2 separate regions of the Sus scrofa genome follow, and region 1 is linked to region 2. The links are chromatin contacts, called in public Hi-C maps. All regions are on one chromosome and are shown on one strand. Each heading gives the region's core, a stretch centred on a gene start, on an enhancer-like site or on the middle of the called end of the contact. The rest is flanking DNA. Distances are from core to core; before and after follow the strand shown.

Region 1 (4,656 bases), core at 1,494-3,993, 140 kb before region 2:
ACCTCTGGGCTACAGACCAACTTCTGCTTAAAGACAGAAACCACCTTTTTTCAGTTCCAGAAGTCAATAAATCCCATGACTGCTTAAGCAGTAAGCACTAAAAAAAAGGAGTTTTTCAAACAAAAGACACCTGACACAAGGACTTCAGTCTATTTTTCCAAGTTAGTATTTCCATTTGTCTCATTTTGATTTAAAAGGTGTGGCTCTCAAAAAAATAAATAAAATAAAATAAAGAAAATAAAACATGTGGCTCTCCTCATCCCTGGTGGAGGGGACCACAGGCTGCTCGAATCTTTCCCAGAAATGATCGCCCTGATTTGTGTTGCAAATGGAAAGGCAGCCACACAAGGCTTTTCCTCCAAACATCCTAACCATTCCCCCCGCCACACCTATCTCCCCTGCAGGTTCCCCTGCCAAGCCCAGGTTCCTGCAACCACCTGACAGGCAAAGCTGAAGTTCACGTTCACATCACAGCTTCTCTGGCTCCCTTGTTATTTCTACTTCTAATTTATTCTTGACTTCTTGCCTTATTTTGCCTCTCTTGGGCTTGCAGGTTGAGTGTCTGGGAGGGAGGCATGGAAATGGATAAGCATGCAGGATGCTGGGTCCCCACGAATCCCAGAGTCAACCCTGGGGACGGGGAGGAGGAGGCAGGACAGAGAAGCAGAGCTGGGGTGCGGTCTCCACAAAAGCTTCTCACAGCTCCTGGGGGAACTCGGAGCTGGGGTGGCCCTTGAGGGCCCTGACCTGGGGTGAGGGAGCCGGGCCACCGTACCCTGCACTGAGACTCCCCGGGATGGGACAGACTTAAGACAAGCCGGGCCACCATCCCCTTGCACCCTAGGACAAGCCAAAGAGGGCCACTGGCTCTGGTCTCCCGCCAACCCTGAGGTTACACAGAGTCCCGGTGCTCGGCAAGCCGGGAGCACCCAGGGCTGCTTGGAGCATCTCTCTGGACTGAGGAACTGCACAGAGACCCTGGCCTGAGCCAAAAGCACTGCTGCTCTGCACAAGACCCAGAGAGAGGATGGCCAGGACACAAGAGAGTCGGGTCCCCGGAGAGTATGGGGAGTGAGGCGGGCCGAGGAGCCAGGGAGCCACACCGAGCAGGAGCAGAGGTCCCGTGGGCTGTGAGCAGAGGTCTGCCCGGGGTCCAGCAGCCCAGGAGCCAGAGGGCCATCAGCCCAGAGCCTACCCTGGAGGAGCAGAGTTCCAGAGACCAAGTGGCCATGGGCAGGGGGCCACGTTACCGGCACCTGCCCCAGCCTGGGCTTGGGGAGCAGCTTATCAAACACCTGAGGCTCACAGGTGAGGTGGGACAAAGTCAGAGGATGGGAGAGAAGTGTCTGGAAGGACACACAGTCAAGGTGAGTTAGGGGCTGGTATCAGGGGAACCCTTTGTCCTGGGCTCAGGATTTCCTGCTCAGGAAAACCTCTTTCCTGATTCCTCATTCCTGCCTCTTTCCCACTCCATCCTAATCCTCCAGATAAAGAAGAGGGGATCTGGGAGTTCCCGCTGTGGCTCAGTGTAACAAACCCTACTAGTATCCATGAGGACTTGGGTTCAATCCCTGGCGCTGCTAAGGGGGTTAAGAATCTAGCATTGCTGGGAGCTGCAGTGTACACTGAAGACGCGGCTCGGATCTGGCACTGCAGTGAGCTGTGGTGTGGTGTAGCTTGGATCTCCAATTGCTGTGGCTGTGGCGTAGGCCGGCAGCTGCAGCTCTGATTCAACCCCCAGCCTGGGAACCTCCATATGCCACAGGTGCAGCCCTAAAAAACAAAAACAAAAACAAGAGGGGATCTGAGTGACAGCTGAGTGTCGCCCTGCTTCTGGACTGGGTGAAGCCAATTTAACAAAGGCTGCCATCCTGTGGGATCCCCGCTTTTCTTCCCACTGCTTCTCGCGGACCCTGTCGGGACAGCAGTCCTGGTCTGCTGGGGCTGCTCTAAAGACCCAAAGTTTCCCTGGAGGAGGGGTGGCCCTTGGGGCCTCGGATCAAAAGCCTCCGCTCCAATCAACTGAGGACAAGTAGGTCCTTTTCTCTAGTCTCTCTGCTTGTTTCAACTGGTTCTCAGCCAGGAGGAGAGAATACTGATCTCTGAACCCCCAGAGCCCAACTGTCAAGGAAAATCAGGCCCAAAGAACATTCCAGAGAGAGAAGCAAGCAAGCTTGCTGGCCAGCAGGGTGCTTGCTGGTTGCTAACCTTCCACTGTATGAACTGTGCTACATGAAACCGGTTCCTTTTGTGCTTCAGGAAGGGCTCCGTTGGCTGTGGCCTCCGAGGTTCATTGATGGGGAAGGGGGGAGGTGGGGGGGGATCTGAATGATGATCCCAGACCCTCCCTGTCCCCTCAGTCCTCCACTCCCTGGCAGCCCTGGGGGCACCAGGAACACAGCCACACCGGCTGGTAAGGTCCTCGTAACTCACCTGTTGATCTTTCTGGCATCTCTGGTCTTCAACCACTCAGGGAAAGTGGACCAGTCCCCAGAGGGGTGCCACGGCTCCTGTCCTACAAAGAAGTCTGGAACGATGGTTCTGGAAAAAAGGGACATTCAGCGAGTGTAGCGTCAGAGCTGCGGGGACTCCATATTTGCTTACATTCATTTAGAAACATGCCAGGTTGTGGTTCCAGACCACGGGAGAAGAAAAGTAGTGCCTCGAGGGCCAACTGTGATCGCAGCAAAGACGCCAACTGGTTCCAGGCCAGAATATCTCAGATTTCACAAACCCAAGGTGCCCGGGCGCTGGCAGCCTGCCCAGAGCCCAGCCCACCTGGCGTGCCAAGGCCTTGGCTGGGCACATGCCCCTTAGATGTGATGCCCCAGGACAAAGGTTCCCGGCAGCAGCACTGGAGAGGGCCTGGGCGGGCAGAGCTCCCTTCCTGCCCCTGAGACCTGTGCCTCTCCGCTGGCCTTTCGTGTCAGCCTCAGGCCAGGAGGGCACACTTGGTGAGTGATCCAGTCACCGTGACCAAGCACTTTCCCAGCCTCCGGCCAGGATGCCAACAGGCTATCAGGTCCTGCCCAGAGGGTATGGTCTCATGCAGGGTCCAAAAGGGACCACGGAGGAGGTCCTGTTGTGGCTCAGGAGGTTAAGAACCTGATGAGTATCCATGAGGATACAGGTTCGATCCCTAGTCTCCCTCAGTGGGTTAAGGATCCAACATTGCTATAGCTGTGAGCTAGGCTGGCATCTGTAGCTCAGATTTGACCCCTAGCCTGGGAACCTCCATATGCTGCAGGTGCGGCCCTAAAAAAATAAATAAATAATAAATAAAGGGTCCATTCAACCTTCCAAGTGTGTCAACCCCGGGGGGAATGGGGCCACATGGCTCCAGACAGAGACCCCGTTCCTAATACATGTCACAGCCACAGATGGAGGAAGCCAGCTTCTCCTGCAGGGGTCCCAAGAAGACTGAAATCTGGGTCAGCAGAATCAGGTCCCAGAACTGCCCCATTCTGCTCTGAAACCTGAACAAGCTATTTAATCACTTTTGGCCTCGTTTTCTTGATATGATAGAGACAGCCCAGTGAAACCTCAGAGGATTATTTTGAAGGCAAAATAGGTAAGTGTGAGTGGGATTTGTAAGTCTTAGGCATCTTTACTCACTTTTTTTTTTTTTTTTTGAATGGCCACATCTGCAGATGGAAGTTCCCGGGCTAGGGGTTGAATCAGAGCTACAGCTGCCGGCCTATACCACAGCCACAGCAATGCCAGATCCAAGCCATGTCTGCAAACTACACCACAGCCCATGGCAACGCTGGATCCTTAACCCACTGAGCAAGGCCAGGGATCGAACCCCTGTCCTCACGGATACTAGTCAGATTTGTTTCCACGGAGCCACGACAGGAACTTCTCAGCTCCTCCTTTCGAGAAGACAAAGGGAACAGGGGTGCCCCACACTCAAGACCTGCTGAAGCTGGACAGGAAGAAATGGTCCTTCCTCTCTCTCCTCCATGCTTTACTGAACCTGCTACTGACACCAGGGCTCTGAGAAGCCAAGAGGTGACAGCATTCACCAAAGGGCTGTGGCCACACAATGTGACAATGAGATGACCTTTGGGAGATGAGTGAGGCCTCACTATGCCAGGTGTGGAAGCCAGTCTAATTCAGAGCAGGATAACCATGGGTGCCCTGAGTGTGAAAGCTGACCCCAAGCAGAGATGCTTCAAGGCCAAGTAATGGGTCCATTTTAGAGCTGGCAAGTCCTGCCCCAGGTGTCCCGTACTGGCATCTGGGCAGGGCCCACAGCGGGAAATAATTCTTTCAACAAGTCTACGGGGCCAGCCACTCCTAGGACAACCCGAAGCCCAAGGCTCGTGTTGGAAGCAGTTGGCTTCCATTGGACACTGGCTGTCACATGCCACTCTCCACTTACCTACAGCCCAGCGAGATAAAAAAAATAGCTCACATAAATCAGAATAGAGGCAAGGTCTCTTGGCTTTGTTTCCTTCGAAGGGAACAAAATAGATCATGGAAATTTACATGAATCCAAGAAAAGAAGAAGAATTTTATACAGGGAGTTCCCTTCGTGGCTCAGAAGTTAAAGAACCCGACTGGGATCCATGAGGATGCAGGTTCCATCCCTGGCCTCCTTCGGTGGGTTAAGGATCTGGCGTTGCCATGAGCTGTGGTGTAGGTCACAGATGC
Region 2 (4,875 bases), core at 1,107-3,606:
CACTTGGAGTCCTGCATGCCAAAATCATTGCAGCTATAACGTTGATGGGTCCTCAGTGGTGGTTGAAAACTGTAATTGAGCAGGTAAGCAAAATCAGTTTTCAGAAAAAGACAAAGTGATAGGAGAAGTTTGGTTCATGTGACTCTTATTTTCCATTTTCTTAGCCTTCTCAGTTTTCTACATTTTCTTAAGTGAACATAACTTATTTTTAAAGGAAAAAGGCAGTTTGCTCTTCTATCCCCTGAATTTTCATCAACCACTCTTAAAATGTCCCTCATCTCAAAATTAACCAAAAGCTTAAACCCTACCCAAAGTAAAGGCAAAATTTAGTGTATGCTTTTTTTTTTTTTTTTTTTTTTTTTTTTTTTTTTTTTTTAAAGGGAAGGAGTTCTGATGAAGCCTTGGTATTCAGGCTTTGTACGTCTGTAGTAGAGAAGCGGTTATTGTTCAAGACAATAAATAAAAAGTCAGAAAAAGATAATAGATTTAAAAAGCATAACTGAGAATATATTTAAAAAGTATAACTGTTTAGGAATATTCTAGCCACATAGCACCTGAGACTGTTGTGTATTATGGAACCATCAGATAATTTGGTCATTGTGGAGATAACTTTGAAAAAGGTAAATTGTACTTCTGTATTCTGTGATAGTAAGGCTAAGAGTAAGGTAATTCATTTTAGGAAGATTTCTTCCAAAATAACCAATATAGTAGATGTTGGTCCTTATTCAAGTTTTAGTTACCTAGAGAATGTACTTAAAGTTTTAGTTACCTAGAGAATGTACTTACGGACAACCCTCTTATCCTTGGGGCAGCGCCAAATTGATAAAGTGTTATAGTTCTGTAGCACTAAAAGTATACCTTCTTTTGGTATATAGGAAATAAAGTAGTTTTTAACCCAGTATGGACAAGAAAACCATCCAAAAATTCCTGTACCTGGAGGTTGACGGGGGTAGGGGAGGGCCAGGGAATCAGTGTGTGTGCGTGTGCATCTCAAGTGCAGGCTGATTCTGAAGTGAGGTGGGTTGTGGGGTGCCTGGCAGCGTATCCATTCATGACAGTACTACAGGCCAGTCCCCTCTGGAGTTTCCAGTGAGACTGACCGTTGTGGAGAATAAGGGTTTAGTTACAGCTGGAGGCTGTGAATTGCTGATCTCTATATTATTTTGCTCTCGGTTGCATTCTTTCTCATACATGTGTATAAGTTTAAGTAAAATGGTTAAACATGGGGTTGCCTTGCTGCATTAACTTAAGTGCATTTGGGTTAAAAGGATTTTGAGGGGATCAGAAATGAGCCTTTGGAGCAGTAAGCCTGTGACTTGCATCCAAATGCTCTGGTCCATTTCCAAAGGATAGAGGGATTGTCTTGAGTTGCACCACACTATGTGACTCTGGGCCAGAAGAGGTTAAAATGCTGGGGAAAAACACAAATACCACTCTTCTGTTTTGTCACCTTCTGCACACCAGCTGTATTTTCTCTTATTCCCAAGATTCCCCCATTTCCGTCCATTCTTTCCTCCACAGTACTATTGAATAGAACTTTGTAGGTAAGATGATGGAAATATTTTAGAAATTCTTAAATTAAAAAAAAAATTAACTTACTTTCATACTAGATTGTTACATAAAAAACCTTTTAATTTGTTGACATTTGATTTATATAAGCTTTTTAGAAACATGCTTCCTGTTTATAGTATTTTCTTATATTCAGATAAGATGAATGCAATCTTGAGTAATAACAGATCACTCTTACACAATTTATATATGAAATTGCTTCAGGGTGTGTGGTATTCAACTAATATTGTTGGTGCCATCTGGTATTATATAGAGCAAGGCTAGTGTAATTATTATTCTAGGTTAGCATCTTATTTCATCTCTCAGCAGAGTTAACTGCAAAGTGTAAGGAAGTAAAACTTGTGGATGCCATCTTGAGGTGTGAGTTCCAGAATTTGCCTTGATTTCTGAAACAAATAACGAGTTTGAATCCTTTGGGGCTGGTAGTCCCTGTGGCATATGGAGCTCCTGGCCCAGGGATCAGATCCAAGCCGCAGCCTCGAACTAAGCTGCAGTTGTGGCCACGCTGGATCCTTAACCCACTGTACGGGGCTGCTTGAACCTGCGTCCCAGAGCTCCCAAGAGGCTGCCAATCCTGTTGCACCACAGCGGGAGCTCCCCAACTCTGTGCATCTTGAATTCAGTAGAGATTGCTGTTAACCTGGGGAAATTGTCCTGTGTTCTTGTTCTGTTTTGTTCCCGTTCCAGGTTTACGCAAACGGCATCCGGAACATTGACCTTCACTATATCGTTCGGAAACTGGCAGCGCCAGTGATCTCTGTGCTCTTGCTTTCCCTGTGTGTACCTTACGTCATTGCGTCTGGCATCGTTCCTCTACTAGGTGGGTAAAGGTGGCTGGAAGCTTGAGGGAGCACCTTGTTAGCGTCGTCACATTCTTGTCCCTTCAGTGTCCGAGGTTACTTGGCTCCAAATGCTATGTTGTAAATATAAATCCAGCCAAAACAATACTGTCAAAAGACTGTTTTTCTCAGGTTTCAGTACTCAGAGCAAGATGAGGATCATATCCGGTGTTGCCGTGAGCTGTGGTGTAGGTTGCAGACGCGGCTCTGATCCCGCGTTGCTGTGGCTCTGGCGTAGGCCGATGGCTACAGCTCCGATTCAACCCCTAGCCTGGGAACCTCCATATGCCGTAGGAGCGGCCCAAGAAATAGCAAAAAAAAGACCAAAAAAAAAAAAAAAAAAAAAAAAAAGATGAGGATCATAAAGCTCTTTGGTAGTTTTTTCTTTAGAGAGGCGAGAAAATATTGACATTTAAAAAATGTTCTTCAGCATAAAAGGAACACCAAAGAGGAAATACTCTTAACATGTAGACATTTTCGTGTCAGTACTTAAGAATCTTCACAGGCTCTTAGAGCCAGTACATGAGCCAGTGTATGTTCAGTTATAAGCACAAAGTTGTCCCCTCCGAATCTTCCTCTTCTGCTGAATTCCCTCTCTCAGTTTCTGGCATTATCATCCAACGAGTCGTATAAGTCGGAAACCTTGAGGGTCATCCGTGTCACCTGAGGCTCTGTGCTCTTGTACTCAGCTGGTCTCCAGGTCCCACTGGTCTGCCCTCTGGGGGCCTCGTCTGCAGCTCTCACCTCAACCTCTATGGCTGCCTGTTTCCCTGCCTTGAACCCTCCACACGGTCATTCTCCACACTGCGACCACAGCGACCTTTCAGAGGGATGGGTCTCTTTGTGTATACAAACTCTTTGGTGAAAACCCTTTTGCTGGTTCTTCAGTGGTCTTTAAGAATAACCCAGCTACAAGGCTCCTCCTCTAGCTGTGCCAGGCCTGCCTGCCAGCACTCCTTGTATTACTCCCTCTGCACAGGACGAGTTTCAGTTAGGCACCACCAGCCTCCTTTGCTTCGGGAGAGGAATTATTTCCATGTCGGTGTCGTTCTGTATGCACTTCAGAGTTTTCCTTTTTTTGGTTTTACAGGTGTTACTTCGGAAATGCAAAACTTGGTCCATCGGCGGATTTATCCATTTTTACTGATGGTTGTGGTATTGATGGGAATCTTGTCCTTCCAGGTCCGCCAGTTTAAGCGCCTTTATGAACATATTAAAAATGACAAGTAAGTCCAGACCTCCATTCATCCAGCTGCTCTTGTTAAGATCTCTCATTTCTTAATTTTTGTGTCTTACGTGATGAATCACAGGAGGGAAAAGTGCTCTGATTCTGGGTATATTCTGAGGTGGAATAGGACTTGCTAATAGATTGAAGGTAGGATGTGAAAAAGAGGCCATTGAGAACTTGATTGGGTCAAGCACCTGGGGAGTTGTCATTTATGGAGCTAAAAAGACTTGGGAGAAACTGGTTTGGAGGGGAAGTTTGTTTTTTGTTTTTTTTTGGCTGCACCCATAGCATATGAAAGTTCCCAGGCCAAGGGTCAAATCTGAGCTTCAGGTGTGACCTGTGCCACAGCTGTGGTAATGCTAGATCCTTAACCTCCCATGCCACAGTGGGAACTCCCTGGGGAGGAAGATTTTTTAAATGTTCTTTCAAAATAATTTTCAACCTGTTTTCAAATGTTCTGGTCTGATAACATATTAAACAGTTGTAGATACAAATAAGAAGCCTATATTAGGAATTATCAGTGCAAAAGTGCTGTGGTGACCTCTGATGGGGGGAAGCTCTGCAACCTGACCTTAATCAGAAATTGAGAATAGTCAGGGAAAACACCTCTGAGGATGATGGCCATTTGACCCTCCATGTCCTAATGGAAGCCTGGATCCTCTTCTGCTTTAGTGGCATCTCACAGACAAGCAAGTTTATAACTGTCCTCATGTTTGTCTGGGAGAGTTCCTGTTTACATGTGCTGCCTTTATGCCATCATTAACAGCACTCCCTTTTACTCGTGAGTGCCGCCTTTGGACAACAAATTATATGGTCACCTGTTTCCTCCGAGGATTCTTAAGAGTAATATTTTTAAGAATGAAATTTAGAGTGTTCAGCCTTTTCCAAAGCAGTGTTTATTTACTGACTGTAACAAAAACTAAGAACGCTTAGGCTGCCAGAGTACTAAGTTCTGCCAGCTCTGAAAGAATGGGGAGGGGGACTTCAGTGACGAAAGTCAGTTTTTCTCACTTCACTTGTTTTGGCAGAGCAGTCGTTACTGCAGTAACATAAAAGAGACACACCCCGGGAGCTTCCCACAGCCCCCCACATTCTCTTCTTCTTCCCCGTCTGCTTCCTCATGTAGAAACCCTTGAACTGCAGGCTCCTTGGAGGGCACATCTTGTTTGACATTGTGTATCCACTCTCCCAGGGTTTGGTCCCTAGGAGGCTCCAAGGGTGCATGTGTGCCCTGGGGCC

What was found. A called contact is a pair of places that touch in the nucleus more often than the background predicts.
Region 1: a contact with region 2 is called in a Hi-C map of liver, with 2.6 times the contacts expected there. The contact joins two enhancer-like sites. A contact is called at or near these places in 5 of 47 Hi-C or Micro-C datasets (embryonic fibroblasts, epiblast stem cells, liver and 1 more) and 1 of 2 datasets of contacts at active chromatin or transcription factors (alveolar macrophages).

Annotation. Positions count from the first base shown.
Region 1 is chr16:72,191,973-72,196,628 of Sscrofa11.1, reverse strand. It overlaps CMBL (carboxymethylenebutenolidase homolog), which reads right to left. Exons shown (of 6, transcript NM_001244350.1): 3 at 2,434-2,541. Among named protein-coding and RNA genes, the nearest start is that of CMBL, 23 kb to the right of the region's middle. Within about 2 kb of position 2,743, at least 4 of the 83 cell types and tissues checked have an H3K27ac peak or open chromatin away from gene starts, as enhancers often do. A contact at or near this core is called in liver, where this site is marked.
Region 2 is chr16:72,048,757-72,053,631 of Sscrofa11.1, reverse strand. MARCH6 (membrane associated ring-CH-type finger 6) reads left to right here. Exons shown (of 27, transcript NM_001130535.1): 24 at 1-83; 25 at 2,257-2,389; 26 at 3,499-3,634. Among named protein-coding and RNA genes, the nearest start is that of GPX3, 62 kb to the right of the region's middle. Within about 2 kb of position 2,356, at least 2 of the 83 cell types and tissues checked have an H3K27ac peak or open chromatin away from gene starts, as enhancers often do. A contact at or near this core is called in liver, where this site is marked.